Regions from separate parts of the Rattus norvegicus genome. Here region 2 is linked to region 1. A link is a contact called in public Hi-C data. All regions are on one chromosome and are shown on one strand. The core of a region is the stretch at or near the end of the contact, and the rest is flanking DNA. Distances in the headings are between cores, read along the strand shown. Region 1 holds the start of C1qtnf6 (C1q and TNF related 6). Region 2 has its middle 11 kb from the start of Cyth4.

Region 1 (5,855 bases), core at 1,280-3,779:
CATTCACGATTTATACTCGGCTCACTTCTGGCGTCAGCAAGTCCTTGTCCTGACTCCTGGGAGAAAGGGCGGGAGTGAGAAGAGAAACAAACACATCATGGGAGTCTGGCCTTAGACCTGGTTCTGGCGATTATGTTCCAGTATACGTTTGCTGACAGAGGCTTTGAAAGAGTGTAGAAGGTGTCATGGACCTTAGGGTACTGGTGGGTGTGTGGAGAAAAGTGGGTGCACACCTCAGCATACAGAGCTTAACCAAAGTAGCAAGGTACCCTTTGGTTGGCTATTTCCAGACATTAATACATTCCTGGACTCTTCAAAATTGTCTGGCCCAGGGTCATTAAGACCCAAAGAAATGTCAGGCAGTGGCAGTGCACACCTTAAACCCCAGTGCTGGGGAAGCAGAGGAGGGCAGATGTCTGTGAGTTCGAGGCCAGCCTGGTCTAAAAAGTGAGTTCCAAGATAGCCAGGACTACACAGAGAAACCTTGTCTCAACCCCCTCCCTCACTGCACCCCAAAGACTCAGGGAAGTAAGGAAACTTACCCAATATCATGGAACAGAGAGCTGTAATCTGTTACTCCAGGACTGGACTCCATGTCTCAAATCTACCTGATGTGCCTGGAACATCTTCATGCCTGAGGTCAGTGGCTGGGAGCCTCCCGGTTTGTTAAGGTGAAATGAACAGGTTGTCCCTGTATAGGGTGGTACGGAGTGTAGTGGGGTACCAGTGCAAGGCACACAGCCAGCCTTCTGCACAACTGTGCCCTTCGCCTGCTTCTTCCTGATCCATCCATCTTTTCTTTCACCCATTTTCCCAGTTTTCTAACACCAGAGATTTGAGACCGCCTGGTGCCGTCCCCACCCTTGGGGCTGCTGATTCAGCCCTTTGCCCTGGTGGCTGCAGCTTGAAACGGTAGCCTCCCTTTAGTCCTGGCTCTGTGCCCCAGGAATGCTACTCAGGGCGGGCTACACAAAGCCATGCCTGTGTGAGTCTGGTGGTGACCCCTGCGGTGGCCCCTATAGGGCTATCATCCCTCTATCTGCTTTCTTCTGGGCCCCCCAGTATTCCTGACTGGACCTGAGGAACCCATGTCCTTTTGGGATGCAGCACCAGACTAGAAGAATCTGGTGTCCTTCCAACTTGGATTTCACTTATGTGACCTTGTACCAAAGGCTTGGTCTCCCTGGGCCACAATGTCCCTAATTAAGGGATGGGATTAGGTCATTTCTGAGGCCCCTTCCAGGCCTGAGATTGCTGTTGGATTGTCTGCCTAAATACCCAGAATGCCTGAGCCCAGAGACAGCCCTGTCAAAGACCCTAAGGATCAGGGCTGGTGTACTTTTTTATTTTTTTATTTTTCTTTTTTTTTTCGGAGCTGGGGACCGAACCCAGGGCCGTGCGCTTGCTAGGCAAGTGCTCTACCGCTGAGCTAAATCCCCAACCCCACTTTTTTTATTTTTTAACTGTTAGTGGGGCCAGGAAGTCCAAGACCTAAATCTATCCCATTAGCAGTGGGCTGGAGAGCAATACTGTGGCCAAGACCCTCTAGCTTCTTACTTGCTCATACTCCGTGGCCTGGAGAGAGGCCGGGGTTGGGGTGGGAATAAATCCAAATACCTTTGAGGACCAAGGTCTCCAGTGAGGTGAAGCTTAGCTCAGGGAAGAGGTGTTCAGCAAAACTGAAATAACAGATCGACAAGGGTGAGGGACATTTGACATGAACTGCACAGGGTTTCTGACCCCAGGATACCAGGGCCAGGAGCCAGGCAGTGACTTTGCTAAATGTTCCCCAGTCTGCCCGGGAGGAATCGGAGGCAGAGTTCTCACTAGACCCAGGGCACACAGGCTGCCTCCCCTCGCCCCAGCCCCCGCCCCACCATGAACTTCTTGGGGGTTACTTCTGTGAGGGAGATAGCTTTAGGAGACCAAAGGTTGATTCAATGAAGGCAGGATTCCAGGTGCAGAAGATAGAATAAGCCATCCTTTGTCCAGCACTTGCGTGCGAGGGGCAGAATCCTAGACCACCTTGGGTAGGAGAGACAATACTTAGCTATGTTGCTGGGTGTTAGGACCAGGATAGCCTATGGAGGATGTGTGCCAGTGCCCCCATGCCACTCCCTCTGTCTCTGTAGCTCTTAGCAGATGACTCTTGGGCTCAGACTAGATCCAGGCTGCAGAGTCCCTAGCTCTGCCTCCCTTTCCCAGAGTAATGCAGAGCCCTGCCCCGTCTCTGCCGCCTCCAATTTCCAGGCCAAGTATTTCTCAGCTCTTGATACTCATCCTGGCTAATTCTTGGGGCATTTGACTCAAACAGATTCCCGTAGCTGGGCTTGGACCACAGATGCCCAAGGTGTTAAAGATCCGAGTCTCCCAGTATCTCCGAGGCAGATCCCCAGGCTGGAGCGGCGGGAGCAGGAGGAGGGGACTGGGAAGCCAGCTCAGCATGCTCCCTCCTCCCTCCCTCCATCCCTCCGCCCTCCTAGCTCAGTCGTAGGCCTAGGGGTTGGGCCTGCAACAAGTTATCATCACAGACATGGGCCAAGGAGCCAGAGGCCGTTCGGGGTCTGTGAGTTGAGCTTGAGGCTGCAGGATGAGGGTGAGTGGCTGGTGGCCTCCCTTCTTCTGTCTGGGATGGGAGCTGGGGGTCATAGTCTGAGATGCCTCTGTTCCCCTCTTTCTGGTAAGCACATAGCTCTTTCCCTCTGGCCTAGCCAGCTAGCTCATTGGAAGATCTCCTCTTCTCTGCTACCCTGCACTTCTTGTGTTTACCTGCCCCTGCAGGGACTTCCTCCGCCCCCCCCCCACACCTCCAAGCCACTAAGCCCGGCCCACCCATCTGGATAACAACAATGGTACCCCAGCTACCTGCCAAGATGCTCTGGCTTTTTAGGTGAGGTGGTGGGAAACAGAAAGACCCCTCTATGGTTGGTGTGATCCCCTATGCTTAGTCCTGCCTGCCCCCCCTCCCAGAACCCCATCAGGGATACCATCTGCGATTAGTACTATTTCCATGGAGAGGGCCCTGCTTCCTGCTTCCTGCTCCCAAGCTGCAGCTCTGTGTCTCTGAGCATCTGACTCCTGACTCCCAAGGGACCAGACCAATAGGAAACAAAAATGTCTCCAAACCACACCGACTCTCCGGAAGTTCTTTGCCTTTCAAGCCCTATACAGGAAGAGGAGGGAATGGGCACTTTGAAGTCTTTGACAAGCTAGGCAGTTTCCCAGAGTGTAAGTTGCCTGTATTGCCTAGCAAGGCAGACATGTTGGCATCTTGTGTGAATGAAAGAGGGGCTAAGCTGCAATCTCTAGGTCACGTGACCACTAGGTCACACGTTTGTTAGTTATTTGGATTCCCCCCCTAGGGTGGGCATATGGCCAGAATAAAGTGTGTGTGTGTGTATATATATATGTGTGTGTGTGTGTGTGTGTGTGTGTGTTTGTGTGTGTGTATGTGTGTATGTTTGTGTGTGTGCCTGTGTGTATCTGTGTGTGTCTGTGTGTGTGCATGTGTGAACGTGCGTGTGTGTCTGTGTGTGTCTGTGTGTGTGTGAGTGTGTGTGTCTGTGTATGTGTGTGTATATGTGTGTATGTTTGTGTGTGTGCGTGCGTGTGTGTATGTGTGTATGTTTGTGTCTGTGTGTCTGTGTGTGTGCGTGTGTGTGCCTGTGTGTGTCTGTGTGTGTGCGTGTGTGAATGTGCGTGTGTATATGTGTGTGTCTGTGTGTCTGTGTGTGCGTGTCTGTGTATATGTGTGTGTATGTTTGTGTGTATGTTTGTGTGTGTGTCTGTGTGTGCGTGTCTGTGTGTGCGCGCGTGTGCGCGTGCACTGTGGGGGGTGTTGCTGCGACCTGTAGTTAAGAATAGGCATGGAGTTGGTCTCTGAGAGGTTTCCCTGCCTGTGGAATAGAAACAGCAGGCCCCAGCAGTGTGGACAGAATCATTCCAGAAAGGAGGTGTCTATGAAGACACCTCCTGTTGTCACCCTGGCCCCCAGAGATCCAGAGCTTCTGTCCCTTTAACACATAGCCTTTCATGAAGTAATCATTTTACCTTCTCAGCCTGTATTAACCACAGAAAAATATTTTTGAATTTGTACTAAATGTTAAAGAGGAACAAAAAGGAAATAAACAAAGAGACGCCAGAGGTGTAAAAAACCAGTCTGGTTTCAATAGCACTTTCTGATCTGTGATAATTGGGTGGAGCCAGCCCCCGAGCCTGTCACCACCTCAAAGGCCCACTGCAGGCTTCCTGCCTATTGGTCCAGGTTCCTCTGGTGTCCGGCCTACTTCCTGCCCCACTCTGGAAACTCTAGACCTCATCATGTTCAAGTCTCAAGATGGAACCTTACCATCTCTGATTCCTTTCAACTTCCAGGTGCTTTCTGTTCACCCCCTTAATTTCAATTTACCACCTCAGTGGCTGATTGGTAGGCCTGTCATGATTGACACAACCACCTTCAAATCACATGGCTTCTGGGCAAGTGGTTTGTTACCAGAGGATGAGCCCTGCTAACCAGCCTTATGTTGTTCCAAAGGGCACATCTCTGACTTGTTCTTCAAGAGGGACACCTCCTGCTTCTGCACAGAAGCACGGGCCTGCAGGGTTAACAATGCCTCGGTCTCAGGGACCCTAGGTCCTGCTACCTCCTATGTGCTTGCAAGAGATCTTGCCAAGGTCAGCAAACAGCCTTTAGAGACATTCTCCATCTCCTTAGTTAGTTGGATATCTTCCTTGGTGTCTTAGTGGAGGAGGGTTTGTGCCATTGGAGTGTCACCACGAGGCCTTCCTCCTTCCCAACCCACGTGGCAGTGACCACAGTTGATAGACGCCAGGAGGCTCGATGGCCAGTCTAGTATCGTCTCCCCACCCCCCAAGGCTTGCTTCCCCGGAGGCCCCAGACTTGCCTTACACACACAGAGGTCTTACTCTGCTCCCCTAGTAACACTGGGTCTGCCATGGCTACAGTGTTATCCCTGGGCCTTGACACACCAGATATGCTGAGAGAAATGTATCTCTTTCTCCTTCCAGGTCATCATGGGGACAGCCAGCCTGGGGTCCATCTGGGCAGTATTCCTTCTTCCTCTTGTGTTTGGGGTCCCCACAGAAGAGCCTACCTTTGGGGAGTCTGTGGCCTCCCATCTCCCCAAAAACTGTCAACGATGTTGTGACCCTGAGGACCCACTGTCCCCTGCTGACACGGTCAATGCTGTTCCCCCCTATGTCCTGCCCGAGGTCAGGCCGTACATCAACATCACCATCCTGAAAGGTGAGTTCCCACACTGGGAGGGCGTGGGGTAGGTAGGGACGGAGTGACAGCAGAAAGCAGGGCAGGCCTTGCCTAGGCCCTGTCTGCCTTTGGTCTGCATATGCACAGCACGTAGGATGTGGAGGGAGCCAAGGAATAGGTGACACTCAGCGAGCAGATTCCCCAGGTTAATGGAGTAGGTGAGGGAAAGGCCTTGGGACCCAAAATGTGGGCAGAGGGTGTTGGGGTGACGTGTGGGGCATAGTCAACAGCGTGAGCATGGCAGGCCACAGGGCTCCTGGGAAGGCGATGTGTAAGCTTGCATTCACGGGGTAAGGGGCTTCCCAGCAGGGGTGTGAAAAGAGATATCATGGTGAAAAAGACGGGGTCCACGGGGTCACCAGCCACCACCAGGATATAGTTTCTTTCCGTGGGATCCGAGGAGTTGAACAGAGAGGACCTGGCCCCATAGGTTTCATATGGTACACACAGGGACAGGGGTTGAAGTGCAGTGTCTTGGGGGAGTTCGATGGCTGGAGGTCAGGATGACTGGGTGACCCCTTGATAGATAGCGACCGGAACCGTGACTGCCACCGTCACACCATTGACA
Region 2 (5,855 bases), core at 943-3,442, 58 kb before region 1:
TTGCTTGTTGAAAAGACCGCCTTTGCCAGGGTTGGGTGAAGGCAGCCTCACCCAAGGGTGTCAAGAAAGAATTTGTGATGGTTGGTATCCATGCTCAAGTCTATGGGATTGAGAATCATATGGGAGATGGGCTCTGGCCATGCTTCTGGGAGTTTACTTTGATCAGGTAAATTAACGTGAGACAGCCTGCCCACCGTGGGTGCCATCATTCCCCAGGCAAGGGATCCTGGACTGTTTAAATAAAAAGGAGAGGAAAACGAGCCAAGCGAAAGCATTCACTGCTCTCCACGTCTCGACTTTGTGAGCTGTGTGACCAGATCCACCGAGCTCAAGTCACTTCAATCTCTCCCCTGCCACAGTGGACTGCACCCTTGAATTTTATAATAAAACTTTATACCAGCAGCAGCAGCAGCAACAGCAGGAACATAACTAAGGCGATGTGAGGGCAGCGGGTTGTAGTCCTCTAAAGCCAGCACACCCCACAGGAGGAGGCCTGACAGCCATCCGAGTGTCTCCTCTGTCATTATAGAGGAGGAAGCTGAGGTGAGGACTCTGCCCAGCACAGCCATCCCCAGTCAAGTTTCATTTCCTCCTCTGTGGCCCTGGGCTCTGTACCACTGTGAGGTCATTTGCTCAGTGTGGTCCGTCCTCCCACTGGTCTCTGCCTGCCAGCCTGTTAGAATGCTGAGGACCACAGCTAAGGTAGCTCTTCTATGTCACCTAGGTCAGTGGCTATCAGCCTTCCTAACGCTACCACCTTATAATACAGTCCCTCATGTGGTGGTGACCCCAACCATAGCATTATTTCATTGCTACACTTTCACTGTAATTTTGCTACTGTCATGAATCGTAATGTAAATATCTGATATGTGACCTTGTGAAGGGTTATTTCAACCCCAAAGGGGCCATGACCCACAGGTTGAGGACCACTGCCATAGGCTAGCAGAGTTAACCACAGACGTGGCACTGACATGATGAGAGGTATCTTATCTGCTCAACATCAAGGAGGATGAGAGCTCGTGAGCTACCTGTGGATGGAAACTGTTTTACTGCTGTGAACAGACACCATGACCAAGGCAACTCTTATAAGGACAATACTTAATTGGGGTTGGCTTACAGGTTCAGGGGTTCAGTCCATTATCATCAAGGCAGGAACATGGCAGTGCCCTGGCAAGCATGGTGCAGGAGGAGTTGAGAATTCTACATCTTCATCTGAAGGCTGCTAGCAGAATACTGATTTCTAGGCAGCTAGGATCAGAGTCTTAAAGCCCATGCCCACAGGGCCACACCTACTCCAATGAGGCCACACCTACTCCAACAAGGCCACACCTACTCCAACGAGGCCACACCTTCTAATAGTACCACTCCCTGGGCTGAGCATAGACAAACCATCCCAGCAGCCATCTTTACCTGACCCTCAGGAGATGGTGGTCCTCATAGATGTGGGACGAAGACTCCAGACAGGAGCATGAGGCCCAGGGACTGGGGTCAGGCACGCCAGGCCTCCACTCTGCCCTAATAGTGAAGCTTTACTGCACAGAAAGGAGGGACTGCAGGCTGCAGAGATGGCTCTGTTGGAAGGTCGATTATCTTGATGTACAAATCCCTGGTCTCCATCCCCAGCACTCCCGACCTGGGTGTGGAGGTGAGCCCTGTAATCTCAGCACTTGGGAAGTGGAGGCAGGAAGGTCTAGTGTTGGAGGTCATTCTTGGCTGCATAGTGACCCCCAAGGCTAACCTGGGCTACATGAGACCCCGTCTCAAAAACAAACAAAACAGAACAAAAAGAAAAAAAAGAAGGAAAAAATGACGCTGTTGTAATATGGAGATAATCAGTCATTTATCTCCCAGGCAGCCTAGGGTGCTCTGTGGTCTTGGGGTGGGGGTGGAGTGCTACGGAAACTGCAGAACTCGGGACTGGAAAGCCAGCTCTTCTCTTGCTCACCCCCCCCCCCCAACCCCCATCAGAGGACAAGTACCAGCTTCCTGTCTGTAAAAAATGAGAGTAACACTGCGGCCGGCCGCACAGGGAGAGGCGACTAGTTTAAACATGGGGAGTTCAGAGGGATCTTGTGAACAATGTGCATGGAATGCAGTGAGCAGAGAGCCAGTCAAGGCCGGCTGCAGGCACTCTGTAGGCAGCTTTGAGCTGGGCTACCAAGAAGTCGAGGCTGAGCAGGTCTATCCTGAGCACACTGGCTCGTGGGTGCCCTCATGTGGCCGAAGTGGGGATCACACTCAGAAATACTGGACCCTGGAGCTGTGCTGACCTCTGCAAGCTTCTTCCCAAGGGATCATAGGGCTGGGCTACACCTCTGTCTTTCTTTCTCCATGCGTCCTTCCCGAATCTCCCTTGCTGGTCTCAGAGTGAAGGGTGCTGGGTGTTGGGGAAGAGGGCAGTGTGGGGTCAGGATCTACAGGGCTGGGAGGTTGGGTCTGATTGACATGGATGATGTAAGTCTTTGGTGTTCTGGGTCAGATCCTATCTCTACTCAGAGTTTTCTTCATTCTGATTTTCCTCTTACTACTTCTGATTGTTAATGGGATGGTGTGGGCACTATCACTGTCTACAAGTTTTAGCTTCCCCTTGGGGTCACCCTGCACGCAAAGATCTCACAGGAAGTCCTGGAATGGTCCTCAAGTATGCTCTCTGCTCACCCTATCTCCCCTCTCTTCCTCTCTCCCTCCATTCTTCTCCTCTCCATCATTTTCCCCCCTCCCCATCATCTTCCCTCCTCCCCCATCTCTCATCCCTCCCTCCCTCCCCTCTGGTTATTCCCCCCTTACAGTTCTCCATCATTTTCCATCCATCTTTTCATAGGCCACGGTAGTTCTAGGCTTGTCCTCTGGTGAGCTCAAACTGTCCCTTACTTCACCTGTGAGGACGTGTCCCCTCAGAGTACGTGCCACTTGTGCAATGACCCTGTATTCCTGGACACAACTGACAACCATCAGTGTGTGTTCTTCTCTCTCTCTCTCTCTCTCTCTCTCTCTCTCTCTCTCTCTCTCCCCCCAGAACAAAGCCTGGTGCCCAGGCTCAGCAGGCAACTAGTGATCTGAGTCACATGGTAGACGGTGTCCCCCACCTGCCTGGGTGCAGTGGCCACCCCACCCTGGGCGCAGACAGTCTTCGGTCCACTGGGTGCAGCAGTCCACTATTGCATGGGACAGAACCAGGGGATGACAGTGGTACTTCTCCTAGGGAGGACCTAGGAAGGGGCTGTAGGCTGGAGGGGGTCTAAGGGCCTCCTTGGGAGAGAAGAGAGAGGGTAGGAATGACCTGTGCTAGCTCTGTGGAGAAGCCATGAGCTCAGTGTGTGGGTCAGTATGTGCTGTGGTGTGTGTGGTGGCATGGGAGGCTGGAGTGTGTGTGTGAGGAACAAGTCTCAAAAGGGAAGGGGACTGAGAGGCCAGGCCCCTTGTTTTCCATGACTGGCAGACAAGGAAGGACTGGCTTTGTCAGGAAATCTCTCAGGCCAGATCCTTGGACAGGTGTAGACTTTTACACCTTTGTCTCAGAATCATTTCCCAGAAACCCCTACCGGTCTGTGAGCGAGGCTGGGTCTGAGAGAGGTTCTGTGATTCTCCCTGAGTTACACAGACAGGGAGTGCTGGGGGAGAGCACCGTGACTAGTTGTAGGCCACAGTTTAATGAAGGCCACCCTGGGTTGTGAGGCCAAGGCCTTAATAGGCAGTCTCAACGCTGTGTCCTGGATCCCTTGCAGCTATGGCTCTGGATAGGTTGTGCAGCGCACACACACACACACACACACACACACACACACACACACACACACGCATGCACGCACAGTCAAAACACCAATGCACATAAAATAAAGAGTAGAAATGAACTCATCTCTCACACCACATTTCACCATGGACTCAAATGGATTAAAGACATGAGTGTGGAGGCAGGAAGTGTAGATGTTTGAGTAGAGAAGAGGAGAGTTTCTTTGCACTGTCTTGTACAGTGACTTTTTTTAAAAGGTGGTTCTGAAAAGACATAAAACAATGGCAGAAAAGAAATATCGGATGCATCAAAGAGGGAGGTGTCCCTACAGCAAAGCCAGAAATCACCTGAGTGGAGACCCGTGAACAAAATTTACAAGGCACATACTGTCAGATGGCTGCTATCCAGAATATATAAAGAGCAAACCCAGCTCAATAGCAGGACAAACAATCTGATCTTACAGCAGGCAAAGACTCAAGCAGACACACAGGCCAAGAATGGGCCCAGACACGTGGACACAAAGCTCATCTTTATAAGTCCTCGGGGAAATCTAAATGAAAGCTGCAAGGAGACTTGCTTTCTTTCCTCTCTGAAGGGCAGCCCTCAGCCAGGGAGCACGCAGCATGTGTGCAGATCTGTGGTGGAGGATGAGGGAGGTTGCCCTGAAGTGCTGGCAGGAATGCAAATGAGCAGCCATCGTGGAAAACAGCCCGGGGCTTCCTCAAAACTTAAAAATGGAACTGTATGATCCAGCAGGCTCACTAAGGACACAAAGACAGCTGGTCGCAGATCCATAGTCAGGCCCTCTGCGGGTGGCACAGCACCATTCATTACAAAGCTGGGAACGAGGAACAGCGAGGTGAGGCCTGCGAAGGGGAGGAGGTTCTACCGCATCCGTTGTGTATCTGAAAGTTGCCGAGGATAGAGCTGTAACATTCCCACCCCCAACTCACAAACAAAATGCCATGCGGACAACGGACACATCCACTCGTTGGAGATTACCATGTCTGTGTGTACATAGCTCAAAATACCCCAACAGGCCGGCTAAGCCTATACTATCCTTGTTTGTCGAGCATGCCTTACTGTAACTGAGTGTGCGCATGTTTTAGTCAACCCCCACCTACTATACTAGTACATATCGCTCACTCTCTCACTCAACCCATCAGCCAGTCTGCCAGAGAGCCAGTCGGTCCTCTGTCTTTGGTCACTGGGATGACATGTCACAGACCGAGTGACTTATAAACAACAGAATCTCCCGTGTGGTGGAGGGGACTGAACCATAAAGAGAGGACATGGCCCCCTGAGACCTAGCCACATCCTGAGGACCTGCCTGCAAATGCCACCACACTAAGGGCTCAGGGCATGGGTTCAGGCACTCACGTTTATCTCCTAGAGAATGGCACGGGGCGGGTCCACACAGCATCTCTGGTTTGGACTCCTCTCCTTGGTCAGATTTATTTGACAGCTGAAATACCCAGGATAGAAGTCCTATTCTGGGGCCCAAATATCTCCTCTGGCTACCTTCCCATATAGTTGAGTAACACCAGGTCTGTGCCTGATACATTGCTAGGAATGAGCCTGGTGTATGTGTGTGTGTGTGTGTGTGTGTGTGTGTGTGTGTGTGTGTGTGTCTATTATACTTTAAATTTTTATTTACTTATTGTGTTTGTGTGTGGACACATGTATACATGGGTCAGCTCCTTCCTTCTATTTTGTGGGTCCTGGGCATAAAACTCAGGTAGTCAGGTTTGGTGGCAGCAAGTGTCATCTCACTAGTCAGCCTAGCCTTTTGGACACGGGATAGGAAATTCTATTATCAAGTTCAGAAGACTGTATATCACATGTTTGCAGTCTGTCTGCATCACCTGTCCTCCACATCTTCTCCTTGGTCGCAGCTCATCCCTACCCACCCTCGTGGCCCTGTAAGCCCGCTGGGTATTTCTCTTGACTTCTGCCCCACCCACTCTGGCCTATTCCTCATATGGCCACCAGAGAGCGCGAGCGGAATTCACATCCTGCGGTTTTTCGTTTTGTGTCTGAAAAAAATACAAAGTAGCATCAAGAGTGTGTTTCTGGGACCAGGCACCCGGCACCACGCACCCGGTGCAATTCATTCCAGCCCTAC

Evidence for each region. A called contact is a pair of places that touch in the nucleus more often than the background predicts.
Region 2: a contact with region 1 is called in a Hi-C map of kidney, with 3 times the contacts expected there. The contact joins the enhancer-like site here to the promoter of C1qtnf6 in region 1. A contact is called at or near these places in 3 of 12 Hi-C or Micro-C datasets (Schwann cells, hepatocytes and kidney).

The regions. Positions count from the first base shown.
Region 1 is chr7:111,961,538-111,967,392 of GRCr8, reverse strand. C1qtnf6 (C1q and TNF related 6) reads left to right here and starts at 2,529. Exons shown (of 3, transcript NM_001034932.1): 1 at 2,529-2,596; 2 at 5,029-5,266. The coding sequence starts at 2,591. It overlaps LOC120093686 (a long non-coding RNA gene), which reads right to left and starts at 2,444. Exons shown (of 3, transcript XR_005487247.2): 1 at 1,618-2,444; 2 at 543-691; 3 at 1-56.
Region 2 is chr7:112,019,143-112,024,997 of GRCr8, reverse strand. No RefSeq gene overlaps it. Among named protein-coding and RNA genes, the nearest start is that of Cyth4, 11 kb to the left of the region's middle. Within about 2 kb of position 2,192, at least 10 of the 93 cell types and tissues checked have an H3K27ac peak or open chromatin away from gene starts, as enhancers often do. A contact at or near this core is called in kidney, where this site is marked.